2 separate regions of the Mus musculus genome follow, and region 1 is linked to region 2. Evidence: chromatin contacts called from public promoter capture Hi-C data. All regions are on one chromosome and are shown on one strand. Each heading gives the region's core, a stretch centred on a gene start, on an enhancer-like site or on the middle of the called end of the contact. The rest is flanking DNA. Distances are from core to core; before and after follow the strand shown.

Region 1 (7,467 bases), core at 1,132-3,631, 89 kb before region 2:
ATCATATGGTAGAAGGATAGAACCAACTCCCATGGGTTGTCCTCTGACCTCCACACATGTGCTGTGTTATGTATATGCATGCACTCATACACACATACATTTTAAAGATTATTTTAAAAAGATAGTGTGAATTCCTATCCTAGTATATGAATGTTTTGTTCATAGCTTTGTTTTTTCCAGAACTAGGATTTGAACTCAGGGCCTTGTGGATGCTGTACAGGCATTCTGTCACTGAACTACATCTCCAGCCTCAGCCTAGTTGGATTTTAAGACATTTAAAGTCTGGCTTTGTTATTTGATAGTTATAAACCTTTTCTGAATCTTAGGATTCTACACTAGAATGGTGTAAATGCCATTTTCAGTAATTGTGATACTGTATGTAAAACACCTGGTCTGTATATTATTGTAGTCAGTGCTAATTATTTTTTTCAATTTTTTATTATATATTTTCTTCATTTACATTTCAAATACTATCCGGAAAGTCCCTTATACACCCCCCCCGCCCCCCGCCTCGCTCCCTTACCCACCCACTCCCACTCCCACTTCTTGGCCCTGGTGTTCCCCTGTACTGGGGCATATAATGTTTGCAAGACCAAGGGGCTTTTCTTCCCAATGTATTATTTTTTTATTGAGCTAGGGCAGACACTTGGCGCTACAGCTTTTATCACTAGAGGGATGTTATTTGGTTCTAAGGAAAATAGCGTTGGCACTCATCTTGATTGGCAACTGCAGTGCAGCACTGGCAGGGGCACTTTCAGTGATGCAGGAAATGTTCTGTATCTGTGTCGTCCAGTATAGGGCCAAAGTCACATGTGACTGATGAGTCTTTGAGATGTGGTTTATGACACTGCGGAACTGAATATTTAATTTTAGCTAATTAAAAATTTAATAGTAACATGTGGCTAGTGGCTACTACAAAGCTCTAAAACTTTTATTATTCCTGGCCATGACAAGGGCAAAGTATCCCAATTTAGATTCCTTTTACTACTACTGGTGCACCTTTATTTTGTCCTTGAATCTGGGTTTACCAGCATCCATGGTGGCAGATGCCAGTGTTGGTAGGCTTGTTGAATCAAGGTTTCATTTTGGAACTGTTGAAGATTGTTTCTCAAAGACTGGTCTGATGACTCTTTGCTATAGTCACTCAGGCTGCTTATCAAGCAGAACTGTGGGTGCCTGCAAAGGGCCCTGCTGAGAAGCCTGAGCACCAGAGTTTCATACCTGCAACCCACAGAGCGAAAGGAGAGAACTGACTTTTGGAAATTGTCTCTGTCCTCTGCTGGCACACTGTGGCATTTGTGCACGCACGCACGCACACACACACACACACACACACACACACACACATTCTGTCCCTCTAAGCCAAATCAAACCAGCATGAAGTTCTGAGTTTTGGCTCGGGAAGGTGTAACTTTGCTTTGCCTTGTGTTTTGTCTCTATCTTTAGCAGCTGGCAGAACCTAACATGGCCTTCTCACATGCTCTTACTCCATGTGGCGCCATGGTGAGTGCAGGACTCTTATTCGTCTCTCCCCCATCTTACTCCTCTGGGCAGCTGCTTAGATGTGTAACTTGTCTGCTCCTGCATGGTTTTCCTTTCTTTCTTTTAGAGAATTATTTATTTATTTTATGTACACTGTCACTACCTTCAGACATATCAGAAGCAGCCATCAGATCCCATTACAGATGGTTATGAGCCACCATTCTGGGATTCGAACTAAGGACCTTTGGAAGAGCAATCAGTGCTCTTAATTGCTGAGCCATCTCTCTAGCCCGAGTATTTTTCTTTTAAATTCTAGTAAAATTGTTCTTGAGCTTCAAAAAAAAAATTAAATAATGAGTGCAATTTTAAAACTGTAGAAGTGCCAGTATCTACACCCTCCTAAATCTATGGAAAGTAGAATTTCTGGCTTTAAGACCACATCTTATGATTAAAAAACAGGACAAAACCACACAAAAAACAACTTTTTGAGATTATTCTTATTATTACACTAATTACATCTGTTCTTTTTACTTAAGAAAATTTACAATAACAAGGTTTATACATTTGTTATTTCATTGTGAGTAGTTTTACAGTTAGCATATTTATTAGGGAAGACTTAGTTTCTAATGTTGTAAATGTTCTAAAGTCTCATTTACTGGGTTCCTGAAAAATTTATTGTGTTTCTCACAATTCCTGTGGGCGTATAGGAAGAATAACTCCCTTGTTAGTGAAACTAACCTAGAATAGCATTTTCTAGTACAAGGTTGATGGCCTCTCTACTTTGATTAAAAAATTAAAGATGGATAACTACCTTAAAGCAAACTCACAGGAGGGTTCTTTATCTAAAATAAAATAGTAAGAGCTTGAGGTCGCTCTTGAGTGTGTATGTAAATGAGCTCTGTTGAGGCTGTTACATAATCATCATCATATTCACATGCCATTGTTTAAATAATGCGTACTGGACAAAGAGTCCAGGGCAATGTTGTAGTTTTCCTCCAGTTGTGTTCTCTGGTACTTGTACCTGCACATGCTCAGAGGTCAGAGGACATCAGTGTCCTGCTCTGTCACTCTCTACTTTATCCTGTGAGACACAGGGTCTGTCTCTGAACCTGGAGCTGTGTTGGCAGCATGCAAACCCCAGGGATCCCCTTGATCCTGTCCCCTGCAGCTTTGGGGACCTGTGCGTGTTGCTACCTCTCACTATTCACAGAGGCCCTGGGAATTTGAACTCAGGTCTTCATGCTTTGCCCAGCAAGCACTTTTTCTTACTGAACCTGTTCCCAGCCCCTGCACTTATATTTTCTTAGTTGGCGTGTTCATAACACTTGTTGTGAGAGAGTTAGTGGGAAGAAACCAACTTGGAATCCTGCCAGGTAGTGAATAGACTTGATTATCTATTCTAGTCTATGCTGGTCATCTTTGTCCTCTGCTTGGTCTGGAGTCAGTATCCTAATCCTTCTTCTCTCCTTTAATTCTGTTTCTTGGTCTAAATGATGTTGGTGGAAAGTATTGTGGTAGCCAGGAGTAGACCTGTTAACTACTTTATTCAACCAATCCTATATTTAGCCTCTTCTTTAACTGGCCTTCTCAACCACATGGTACTTCCAGTTCTTGGCCTGTTCTGGGTTTATAGACTTCCATTGGCTTGCTTCTTGCTGGAATCCTACTCTGAAGGTATTTCAAGTTTTCCATGGTGTGTGGTAAAGTCACACTCCTCTACCTGTGCTCTGGATTTGGCAGATGTGCTGAACCTGCTGTCTGCTATCGCCCTCCCCATTCCTTTTTTCTTACTGCTTATACTTAAAGTAATCCCTACATTGTCATTAAGCTTTGAGAGGGAAAGGAGATAGATATATGGAGTCAACATTCCATATAACCGGAATTATGTGCTCCCTCTCTGTTAACTTAGAGTCACTCCATTACCTAGATTAGAACTGTTACTTGGAGTGGCTAGGAGAGCCATAAAAGCACTTTTGGGGTTGGGAATCATAGCAGGTAGAACATGTATCTAACAATAGGCCTCTAGGTTCAGTTCCCAGTGCGCCTCCAACCCCCGAAATAGAGAGTGGTGGTGCCTTTCAGGATTTATGGTACAAGTAACTTTTTTCCCCCATTTAGTATTAGTTAAATGTAAATTAGTTAGTAATTTGCTCCAAATTAGTATCAAGACTTCCACAAACACTTGGTTTGTTTGACAAAATTTAGTACAGTATGTTGAAGGGAAAAGTGAACAAAGAATTGATCACTGGATTTTTTGACAGTGGATATGTGAGTGTGTGACTGACATGGGCAGGGGCCTGGGTTCAGTCTCCAGCTCCAAAGTCAGAAGTGATGAGGAGGAAGAGGGGAGAGAGACGGAGGGGGGGGGAAGGAGAGAGGGGAGAGGAGGAGGAAGAGGAAGAGGAGGAAGAGAAGGAGGAGGAAGAGGAGCAAGATTGTTAATCTTATTTCACATGGAAGCTTTAAACTTCTTTTAAAATGACTAAGTGTCAGCGAGCTCTGACACAGTGAGGAAGAGCGATTTAGAAGAGTAAAGGAGGCTGAAGGTAGCCAGCAATGGAGGGAACATTGCGTTTGTCTTTGGGGATTAGTTTAGAGAACTTTTTGTTTTTCTTACTCAGTGAGCCAGTGTTTAGCACTAGGTTTTTGATCTTTTCCATTTTTCTAATATTTTTATAATAGTGGGTAACAAAACTACCAATAAACAGAAGAATTGGCACATATAATTACATGGTCTATGCATATATCTTTAAGCTTATGCTTTGAAAGATGAATGTCTCAAAGTGTTCTACTATTGATATTTCTTAGAAAGGACCAAAAATATTTTCTATATGATTTGAATGCATTGTACTAAGGGCCTTTAAAATTTAATTTTTTTTTTTTAAATTTCAAAGATGGTCTTACCATGTAGCCTTGGCTGGCTTAGAGCTTACTGTGGGCTTGGAACTTACAGGGATCTACCAGATTCTGCCTCTGGAGCAAAAAATCTGGTTCTTAATAGGGTGATGTTAGAAAATACATTGATTGGGGGCTGGTGAGATGGCTCAGTTGATAAGAGTACCTGACTGCTCTTCCGAAGGTCCAGAGTTCAAATCCCAGCAACCACATGGTGGCTCACAACCATCTGTAACGAGATCTGACACCCTCTTCTGGAGTGTCTAAGGACAGCTACAGTGTACTTTACATATAATAAATAAATAAATCTTTAAGGATGGACCATGTAGAGACTGCCATATCCAGGGATCCACCCCATAATCAGCATCCAAACGCTGACACCATTGCATATACTAGCAAGATTTTGCTGAAAGGACCCAGATGTAGCTGTCTCTTGTGAGACTATGCCGGGGCCTAGCAAACACAGAAGTGGATGCTCACAGTCAGCTAATGGATGGATCACAGGGCTCCCAATGGAGGAGCTAGAGAAAGTACCCAAGGAGCTAAAGGGATCTGCAACCCTATAGGTGGAACAACATTATGAACTAACCAGTACCCCGGAGCTCTTGACTCTAGCTGCATATGTATCAAAAGATGGCCTAGGCGGCCATCACTGGAAAGAGAGGCCCACTGGACACACAAACTTTATATGCCCCAGTACAGGGGAACGCCAGGGCCAAAAAGGAGGAGTGGGTGGGTAGGGGAGTGGGGGTGGGTGGGTATGGGGGACTTTTGGTATAGCATTGGAAATGTAAATGAGCTAAATACCTAATAAAAAATGGAAAAAAATCTTTAAAAAAAAAAGAAAATACATTGATTTTTGTCAGGACAGTGGTGGCAAATGCCTTTAGGCCCAGCACTCAGGAGGCAGAGGCAGGCAGAGTTTAAGGCCAGCCTAGTCTACAGAGCAAGTTCCAGAACAGCCAGGCTACACAGAGAAATCCCATCTAAAAACAAAAAGTTGATTTTTGACATCACTGAAGTCGAAATTGAGGTAGCTCAGCTAGGGCAGGTCATTGTGCTCATCTGTGTCACAATTGTCTCATCCATGAGCTGTAGATCCCAAGGAGGCCTTTTTATGAGGGAAATATGAAATGAAATGAAATGAAATGAATGGATAAATATAAATAGCACATAGACACGTCTGGATACGTACATAATGAGTGCATTTGCCTTGGTAGAATTGCTGTGAGAATTAGATGTAACAATGCTTTAGACTCCATTTACTGTGCTTGGGATGTGCCAAAGCTTATGTGCTGGAGCTGTGGTTTCTGGTGGTGGCATGAAGTTTTAGAACTTTTAAGAGGTGTGCCCTCTTAAGGGTGTTTAGGTCATCGAGGATTCCATGTTTGGGAGAGATTAATGTAGATTAATGTAGTTCTCATGTGATTCAGGCTAGTTCTTATGAGAACATTGCTATAAAAAGACTAAGCTAGGCCGGCTTGCTCCCTGGCTTCCTATGTCATCATGTGCTCTTTGCCTGTTACATGTGCTCTGACACAGGACCATCTGTCATGCTTTGATGCAGCCAGTGTCCTCACCCCAGCTGAGCAGATGCCAGGTGTCTAGCTTCATAAGCTCTTAAAAATGGAAGTTCCTGTTCCCGTGCATTTCCTAAACTAACAGCAACAGTGGCGCTGCTACATTCACATATTCCACGTTGGGATCCATCCTATTCCTGCCAGCATGCTTTCCCTTTGTACGATACATAAAATAACAGTGCATCCTGACAGCAGCTCAGGTCTGCCGAAGTAGAATTCTAGTAACACAACTATTTTAACATTTCTTGAAGTGTAGTAGTAAAGTTTGCAGGAAACAGTATCTTACAGATAATGCTTAATTTCTTAATTTTGAGTCATGAAGTAGTCTGAGACCCCTGAATTAAAAAGAATTTATAGGCATATAGGCACTAACATTGTAAAATTTAGTTCCCTTTTGAGTTTATTTTTACTTTTTGGCTTTTCCCCCACATAAAATGACAGCTTTTTACTTAGAAGAGCAGTTAGCAGTGTTACATGGTGAAACTATTATATTTGACCAAAATCTAACATGCTAAATTGAATAGTCTTAGTAGTACACACACACACACACACACACACACACACACACACACACACACACACACACACACACACACACACACGTACATTTAGGAAATCTAGAAAGCAAAGCCTTGAAAAACTTTTTGTGTGCAGTGAATGAAAGGGATTTGGATTTTGTATAAAAAGAAAAGGTAATGAAATTTGGGATTACTGAGAAACACTTCTCAATTTGATATCTCATGAAACTGGAAACACTGTAAAATAGTTTAGTAAAACTAATAATCAGCTAGAACACTTAAAATCAGTGTGAGTCAGAATAGCTTATCAGTGCATATTTTGAACGTGTGCTAGGTTAGATGCAGTGGCTCACAGAGGTTGTCATGACATTGCTCTGTGCTCAGGAGTGTAGGAATGAGCTGTATAGATTTCAAGGGTAGGAGAGTGCATCTCACCAGTTTTATTTTTTTATCAGAATAAGGTCCATAGACGAAGGCAATGTTGTCTTAGTCTTCTGCAGATCCTGTTCTAGCTTGGGAGTGAGTGATTTTTCAAGGGTATTTGAATTGGTGTAAGTTGTAGTGGTAGCTTTGACATAGGAATGTATTTTTTCAAATAAATAACTTGAAGTTGCTACAGTTTTCCTTCTATATTTTTTGTATTTTTAATTTTTAAACAAAATAATTTTATTTAATATGTATGAGTGTTTTATCTGTATATTTCCTTGCCTCATGTATGTGCCTGATACCCACAGCCAGAAGAGGCATCACATCTATGAGGACTGGATACGCAGTAGGTTCTGATACACCATGTGTATGCTGGGAATCAACAGCAGGTCCTCTAGAGGAGCAGCCAGTGTTTTTCATCACTGACCCATCTCATCTACTCAGCCCCACTAGTTTGTTTTTTTCTTTTTTTTCTAATTTAAACTTTTAGTTTTGTTTTATGTGAGTGCCTGTGTATATGTCTGTGTACCATGTGTATGCAGGTACCCATGGAGGCCTTAAGATGA
Region 2 (6,589 bases), core at 1,538-4,037:
GCAGCAAGAACATTAACTACTGAGACACCTCTAGTTTTCCTATAAAATTATTTCTAAATGAGTTTTTTTGGAAGATTCTGAAAGCTTACTGTGATACTATTGTAATACCAGGATGATGTAAGTGTGTACCTGTGTGCAGTTCCCCAGTGTGTCCTTTGTCTAAGTAGGAAAGCCATGATTTCATGCATGACTACTTTCTCTGATTAGTTGAACGATCTCTGTTGAGTGGATGTTTATGTCTGGGTCTGCACTGTGTTAATAATGCAGACTGGTTGATTGAAAAGGCTGGCGGGATGTATAAGAAGGATTAACACACTAGTAAAAGCCTTCCTAGAAGCAGTCAGAGAAAGAAGAGTAATTTGTTGCTTTTGTAATATTGTTACTAAAACGCAAGTGTATAGGTCATTTAAAATCAGTTGACCTATGTATTTTATTCAAATTTCATTGATAAGATAGTCCCTAAAATGTATGTCAGAAAATTAATAGAATGTTTTCACTGTAGTTATATTTCTTTGAAAAATTTTTAAATACTTGTCCTAAAATAAAATTCTTATTTCCCTTGATTTTCACCTCCATTTTTACTGTGAAAAAATGCTTGGTCTTATCAGTAAAGACCACTCACCATTTATATTCATAGTTATATGGGAATCTTTGAAATTGACATATGCTACCTTCCCTTCCAAAAAAAAAAGAAGCCTAAGCACTGTAAGTCCTAACTCTCTGCAATGTTGGTATGTCTGATCTAGTGTGCTCTATTTATACTCAGTGGGGTTTTGTCCTCTTTCCTGTCTCTGTATTTGCTCAACTAGAAATCCAATTAGGAGGCACAAGTAAAGCCCCAGATTTTCCAATAGTAACATTACCGTGTTCTTTTAGTAGCTAACTAAAGATTTAACATGGAGTCCTTAGTAATATCATTTAGAGATCAGTTTGTTTTGTTTTCTTATTGTTGTTGTTTTCAAGGCAGGGTATCTAGGTGTGGCCCTGTTTGTCCTGTCCTGGAACCCCATCTGCAAAAAAGGCTAGTCTTGAAAGCACCTAAATCTGTCTGCCTCCGCCTCCCAAGTCCTGGGACTAAAGGCATGTGCCACTACCACCTGGCTATAGATCAGTTTTTAACCAATATTTTCTTTAGTAGTATAATAAAATTGTATGTACATGCACATGAACTTAAGGGGCTGGAGAGATGGCTCAGTGGTTAAGAGCACAGGCTGCCTTCCAGAAGTCTCAGGTTTGATTCTCAGCACTCAAATGGTAGTTCAAAACTGCCTATAATTCCAGTTCCAGAAGATCATGGAACCAAAAGATATCAGTCTCAGAGACCAGTATTTCAAAACTTGTTATTATTGTTTCCAAATCTAGCTTCAATACAGTATCTGTTATAGATGACAGCCAGGATGATTCGTACTATATAGTCATGTGTCTCTGAGAGAAATGCTTATAGAATGAGTAGAAAGAGCCAGCCACATCTGAGAGGAGGGTTGCCATAGATTCCCAGGTTGAATGTGTCTACTAAATGAATACAGCTATACATCCAGAGAGCTAGGAATTTTAACGCATTTTCAAAATTACTACTGTGTCAGAGGAATACTTTATTATTATCTTATACATTTTCTTTTGTATAATAAAACAAGGGAATCTAAGAGGATAAAGATAAAAGCTATCTTTATCCATACTCCTTCGTGCAGGATTGTCCGGGTCCTTTGAACAACTTGAGTTTATCCCTGGTGGATTGCACTAGTGTCTGATCCTGCTCTGCAGTGCCAGGATTTCCTTTGCAATTATAACAGGTTTATACAGAACATGTCAAGATGAGTTTGTGTTAATGGGAATAACAAAGGACCTAGCTTTGGAACTGCTATGAGAGAAGGTTAAGCATGCTGCTACATACCTATGATCCTAGCACTTCGTGAGTAAAGGCAGGAGAATTTCAAGTTAGAGGCCAGCCTGGGCTACATAGTGAGGTCTGTCTCAACCTACTCCCCTTAAGAAAAGAATTGTTATAAAAATTGAGCTATACTATTCCATAAACCCTAAGAGAATATATTACATGAGTTAGTGTTCAGTAAGTTTGCTTAATAGATTTATCATTATTTTCAGAATAGTGGTCAGAGAGGTGATTTTTGTGGAAATTACAAGGTGAACATAGTCATTGCCATCACATTAGTGAAATCAATATTACATAGGCTAGGGTGCAATTAAGTGGTAGAGTGCTTGCCTTATATGCACAAAGTCCTGGGTTCGAAACCCAATGCTGTAAGAATGTCATTTAGGTTAGAGAATGTGACATGCCTCAGATGATGTAATCACCTTCTCTGCCTGTTCACACACACACACACACACACACACACACACACACACACACACACACACACACACACCTGGTTTTTTTGAGACAGGGTTTTTCTGTGCAGCCTTGGTTCTAGAACTAACTGTATACCAGGCTGGCCTCAAACTCGAAGATCTGCTTGCCCCTGCCTCCCTAGTGTTGGGATTAAAGGTGTGCGCTACCACTGTCTGGCCCTTCCTGTCTTTTCTAGGCAAAGAATGTCTCCTATCCAGGAAATGCTTTGTAGCATAACACCAGGTTGCCTTTCTGTGCTGCCATCAGCTTCTTCTTGACAGGGTCTTACTCTGTAGCTCAGGCTAGCCTCAAGCTTGTTGCAGTCCTGCCTCAGCTTTCTAAATGCCGGCTTACGGCAATGAACCACTATGCCTAGTATATTCTCCCTCCTCTTGCTTTCTGTTTTTTACCTGCCAACAACCCCATACTCACCACGAGCACTGTTTACCTTTTCACTCAACTCTTTCCTACTTTCCTACTTGACCTAACCTCATTGTCTGGGCTTTGTGTGTGTCTGTGATTTATTGGTTTCCTTTTCATCAGCAGTCACTCTGAATGGTCAGTCAGCCTTGAACTGGAGAACTGTTTCTGTGTTTTCTCATTTTTTTTTCCTTTCTTTTTCTCAGTTTCGAGTATTTACTGCTCCCTTCCATAAGGTAGGCTTTGCTGATTTCTGGCTGGCCGATCAGCTGAACAGCCTGTCAGTGATTCTCATGGACCTGGAATATATGATCTGCTTCTACAGTTTTGAGCTTAAATGGGATGAGAGTAAGGGCCTGTTGCCAAATGATCCACAAGGTAGAGTATGATTTTGTATTCACACTGCTGGATTGCCAGCATAAACCAAGAACTATTGGGAATGATAACTGCAACAGTTAAGGTCATGATGAAAACTCATCCAATAGCATTACACATGTAATTAAATGTGCTTGGCACTCTGCTAGCAATCTCCTTATTGAAATCATTTGGCTTTTAAGTTGTGTTAGGGTTTTAGTCAACCATTTGCCAAGAAATTTACAACTTACACTTAAAGAATTCTGCAGTTATCTCTCAACGTTCATATGTGTTGGTAGCTATATCACAAATCCTAGAGTGCCAGCAATTTGTCCTCACAGAAATGCTCAAGATGCCATTGTAGGTGTCAGTGATCTAAGTACTGATTGCTTAGAATCAGGTCAAGTGCCTTGAGAACATCCTGGTCAATTCAGAAGTCTTGACCTTCTAGCTCTTTACCCAGGCTTGGGTAATGCCAATTTCTGTAGTTAGCATTCATAACAGGTCTAATATAGACAGTTCTATAGCATATTCTCACAAAAGATTATGATACATTGGGTGTGGCAGCCTACCAAGCCTCTGTAGTCCCACCATTGAGGAGGCTGAAACCATAGAATAGTCCCTGGACAGCCTGGGATGCATAATGAAATCCTGTCTCAAAAACTACAACCACTCCAAAGCAGCAATAAAAACCAATAATGAAGCACAGGCTTGTTCTTAATTAGAAGGGAGGCCACAGAAGATGTACTCGGGGTCTGTTTTATAGTAGCTTGCCACTTATAAAACTGTCATGGTACCTGTGATGTTTTTAGGTTTTCCATATGTTTAAAGTCATAGAACAAAGCACGTGTTTTTCTTCCTTTTATTCTTAGACACTTTTCCTATAGCTTTATTACACTTGAAACAAAAAATAAAAAACTTTCGATTCTAGGATACTCAGAAATCTCAAAGAACATATTTTCCCGGTGGTCGCCTTGGCTTATCAGCCACTAAAGACCGTGAACAAATGGCACCTGCACAGGAGAAAGTGACTGTGAACCCACAGGCTGGGGTCTTATGCACACACTGATGGGGAGTTGTACTGTGTGACTAAAGGATGTGAACAATTCATCTTTTTGAACTGTAATTTTTTTTCCTTCTTCTTTGAAATCTTCACAGAACCAGAATTTTGCCACAAATATTCATATGGTGTGCGAGCCATTGTTCAATGTATTCCAGCTTGGCTTCGCTTCATCCAGTGCCTGCGCCGGTACCGTGACACGAGGAGGGCTTTTCCTCATCTAGTAAATGCTGGCAAATACTCCACAACTTTCTTCACCGTGACATTTGCAGCCCTTTACAGCACTCACGAAGGTATGCTGAGCTTTTGACATCTTAGCTCTTACTTCTCAAATCTGCTTTCCTGGACTTTGCCATCCCTGCTGCTGGTTCTGCTGAGGCGCCAGACCCTGGTTATCTCAGTTTAGCCTTGAACACAGTTTTAATCTCATTTCAATGGATATTAGCAAATATCATGAACAAGACTTGCAGTCAGTTGGGTAAGAATTGTGATGTTGTTTGAATCCTGACTGATGCTCAATGGCTTTAACCTATGGATGCCTTGGGTTTTCATTTACTGGTTTAGAAGGTATTTTTGAGATTTCCTTGTTCATTAATGAGGTTAAGAGATGGCTAGGTGCACAAGAATCCCTCTGGCAATCAAGTATATTTTTAATCATTTTCTTTCACCAACTAGTAAGGATTGTTTCCAGCCCATTTAACTGCAAATTGAGTTCTCTGATCCCTCTAGTTTCTCGTCTCCATGGCAACCTGCTATTACTTGCTACTGCTCTTCTGTTGGGAAGAGAAAAAAAGCTTTTAAGTTCAGAGCCACATGCTGAACACTCCTTTTGAATTTTTAACCTTTCCCCAAGAACTGTCAATCAGTGATTTCCCTTCCTTGTATTAAAATGCTTTCCTTCTTTGTCTGCTGAATAGACAGCGTCAGCCCACACCTTGAACAGTGCAAAGAGATGTGACTAATGCAGATGAGTAGAGTGCTTTTTAAATACTCAGGTAAATCGTTCTCAGTAACCTTTTTTGTGAGGCTGTATTGGGAGATTTATTCAGAGGTACAAAACTACTGTTGCTCTAACTTGTATCTGATGTCATGACAGACGAGGACACAGCACCATGAGATTGGTGCCTCTGAGCGTATACACTAGGACATAGATTCTGTGCTTAGAATAGTATTGATAAATGTAGCCAATAATTTTGCCACCAGGTCACCATTCTTGCTAAGTGATAGGATGTGATTGAGTACCTCAGTGAAGGAAGCATCCCCACAGCTCCTATAATTTTAGTTCTTGCTAGGGAATGCCAGTAGTCAGTACCAGCATGCACTGTGATTTATAAAGTTATTAGAGAATTTGTAAATTTGACAATTAATTTGGTGCAAGATGCTATGTGGCTCCTTTTGCTAAATTATCAGAGACACACCTGCCTCCCATCTTAGGTAAAAATGGCTACTTGAATATATTATACTAGTAATATATTCATTAAGAAGCTGAAAGTTGCCCAGGCTGTTGGTGCTGTTGACACAAATACAGTACTCACTTCAGGAAATAAGAGATAGTTTATTCTTGAGGCAAACATAAGTAACGGTAACCTGGGAGCACAGATTCAGGTTGTAACCATTGGAAGTGGTTACGTTAGATTTTATTAGTTACAGAACAAAGAAAATCATAAATGAAGGTATTTACTGAACACATTGATGGTGACTACAAGTAAGCAGGCCACGGCAAACCCAAGGGAAACTCTGTAGAGGTCTGGGATGTCTGATAAAATTTTTAGCTTTTAGATTGGTAAGGTTAGTGTTCTGCTAAGCATACATTTTAGGGCTATAGCGATAACTCAGTAAAATGCTTGCTGCACAAACTTGAGTATGTGAATTTGGTCCCCAACACCTATGTAAAGGCTGTGCATGGCAGCAAGCACCTATAATCCCAGCTCTGGGGAGATGGACATTGTGACTTGCTTGCCAGTCATACTAATCATGTCATTGAGCTCTAGGTTAAATCAGAGACCCTGTCTCAAAAAATAACGTAGAGAATGACTGGGGAAAACACTCAAAGAACACATTTGACAGATTTCCGTAGCCACAGAGTTGTTCAGATACAGGAGTGGACAGCGAGTGGCTTTAAAGGGACAGTGTAAGTAATCTGGTCCAGGTGTTCTCACTACATACAGTCAAGAGGCTCAGCCATGACGTGCAGCCTCAGACCAGCCTAGCAAGACCCTGTCTCAAAATAAGTATAATGGGGAATGTAGCTTACCTATTATTATGCATGAAGTTCTTGTGTTCAGACCTCAGCACAGTGTAAGAAAAAGTACAAAGAAGGCTGGGATGGGCCAGCAAAATGGCTTCACAGGTAAAGGCACCTGCAGCCAAGCCTGACAGCCTGAGTTCAGGCCCTGAGTACCCATGGTGGA

Evidence for each region. Capture Hi-C pulls out chosen DNA fragments and counts their contacts.
Region 1: a contact with region 2 is called in a promoter capture Hi-C map of adipose tissue. The contact joins two enhancer-like sites. A contact is called at or near these places in 1 of 39 promoter capture datasets (second pharyngeal arch cranial neural crest), 2 of 15 datasets of contacts at CTCF or cohesin (the G1E-ER4 cell line and pro-B cells), 31 of 484 Hi-C or Micro-C datasets (3T3-L1-derived adipocytes, the 63-12 cell line, B cells and 25 more), 1 of 115 datasets of contacts at active chromatin or transcription factors (bone marrow-derived dendritic cells) and 3 of 9 other capture datasets (adipose tissue, liver and pancreatic islet).

The regions. Positions count from the first base shown.
Region 1 is chr1:155,393,550-155,401,016 of GRCm38.p6, reverse strand. All of the region lies in intron 1 of Xpr1 (xenotropic and polytropic retrovirus receptor 1), which reads left to right. Among named protein-coding and RNA genes, the nearest start is that of Xpr1, 20 kb to the left of the region's middle. Within about 2 kb of position 2,381, at least 6 of the 459 cell types and tissues checked have an H3K27ac peak or open chromatin away from gene starts, as enhancers often do.
Region 2 is chr1:155,305,504-155,312,092 of GRCm38.p6, reverse strand. Xpr1 (xenotropic and polytropic retrovirus receptor 1) reads left to right here. Exons shown (of 15, transcript NM_011273.2): 10 at 2,971-3,142; 11 at 4,277-4,471. Among named protein-coding and RNA genes, the nearest start is that of BC034090, 64 kb to the right of the region's middle. Within about 2 kb of position 2,787, at least 2 of the 459 cell types and tissues checked have an H3K27ac peak or open chromatin away from gene starts, as enhancers often do.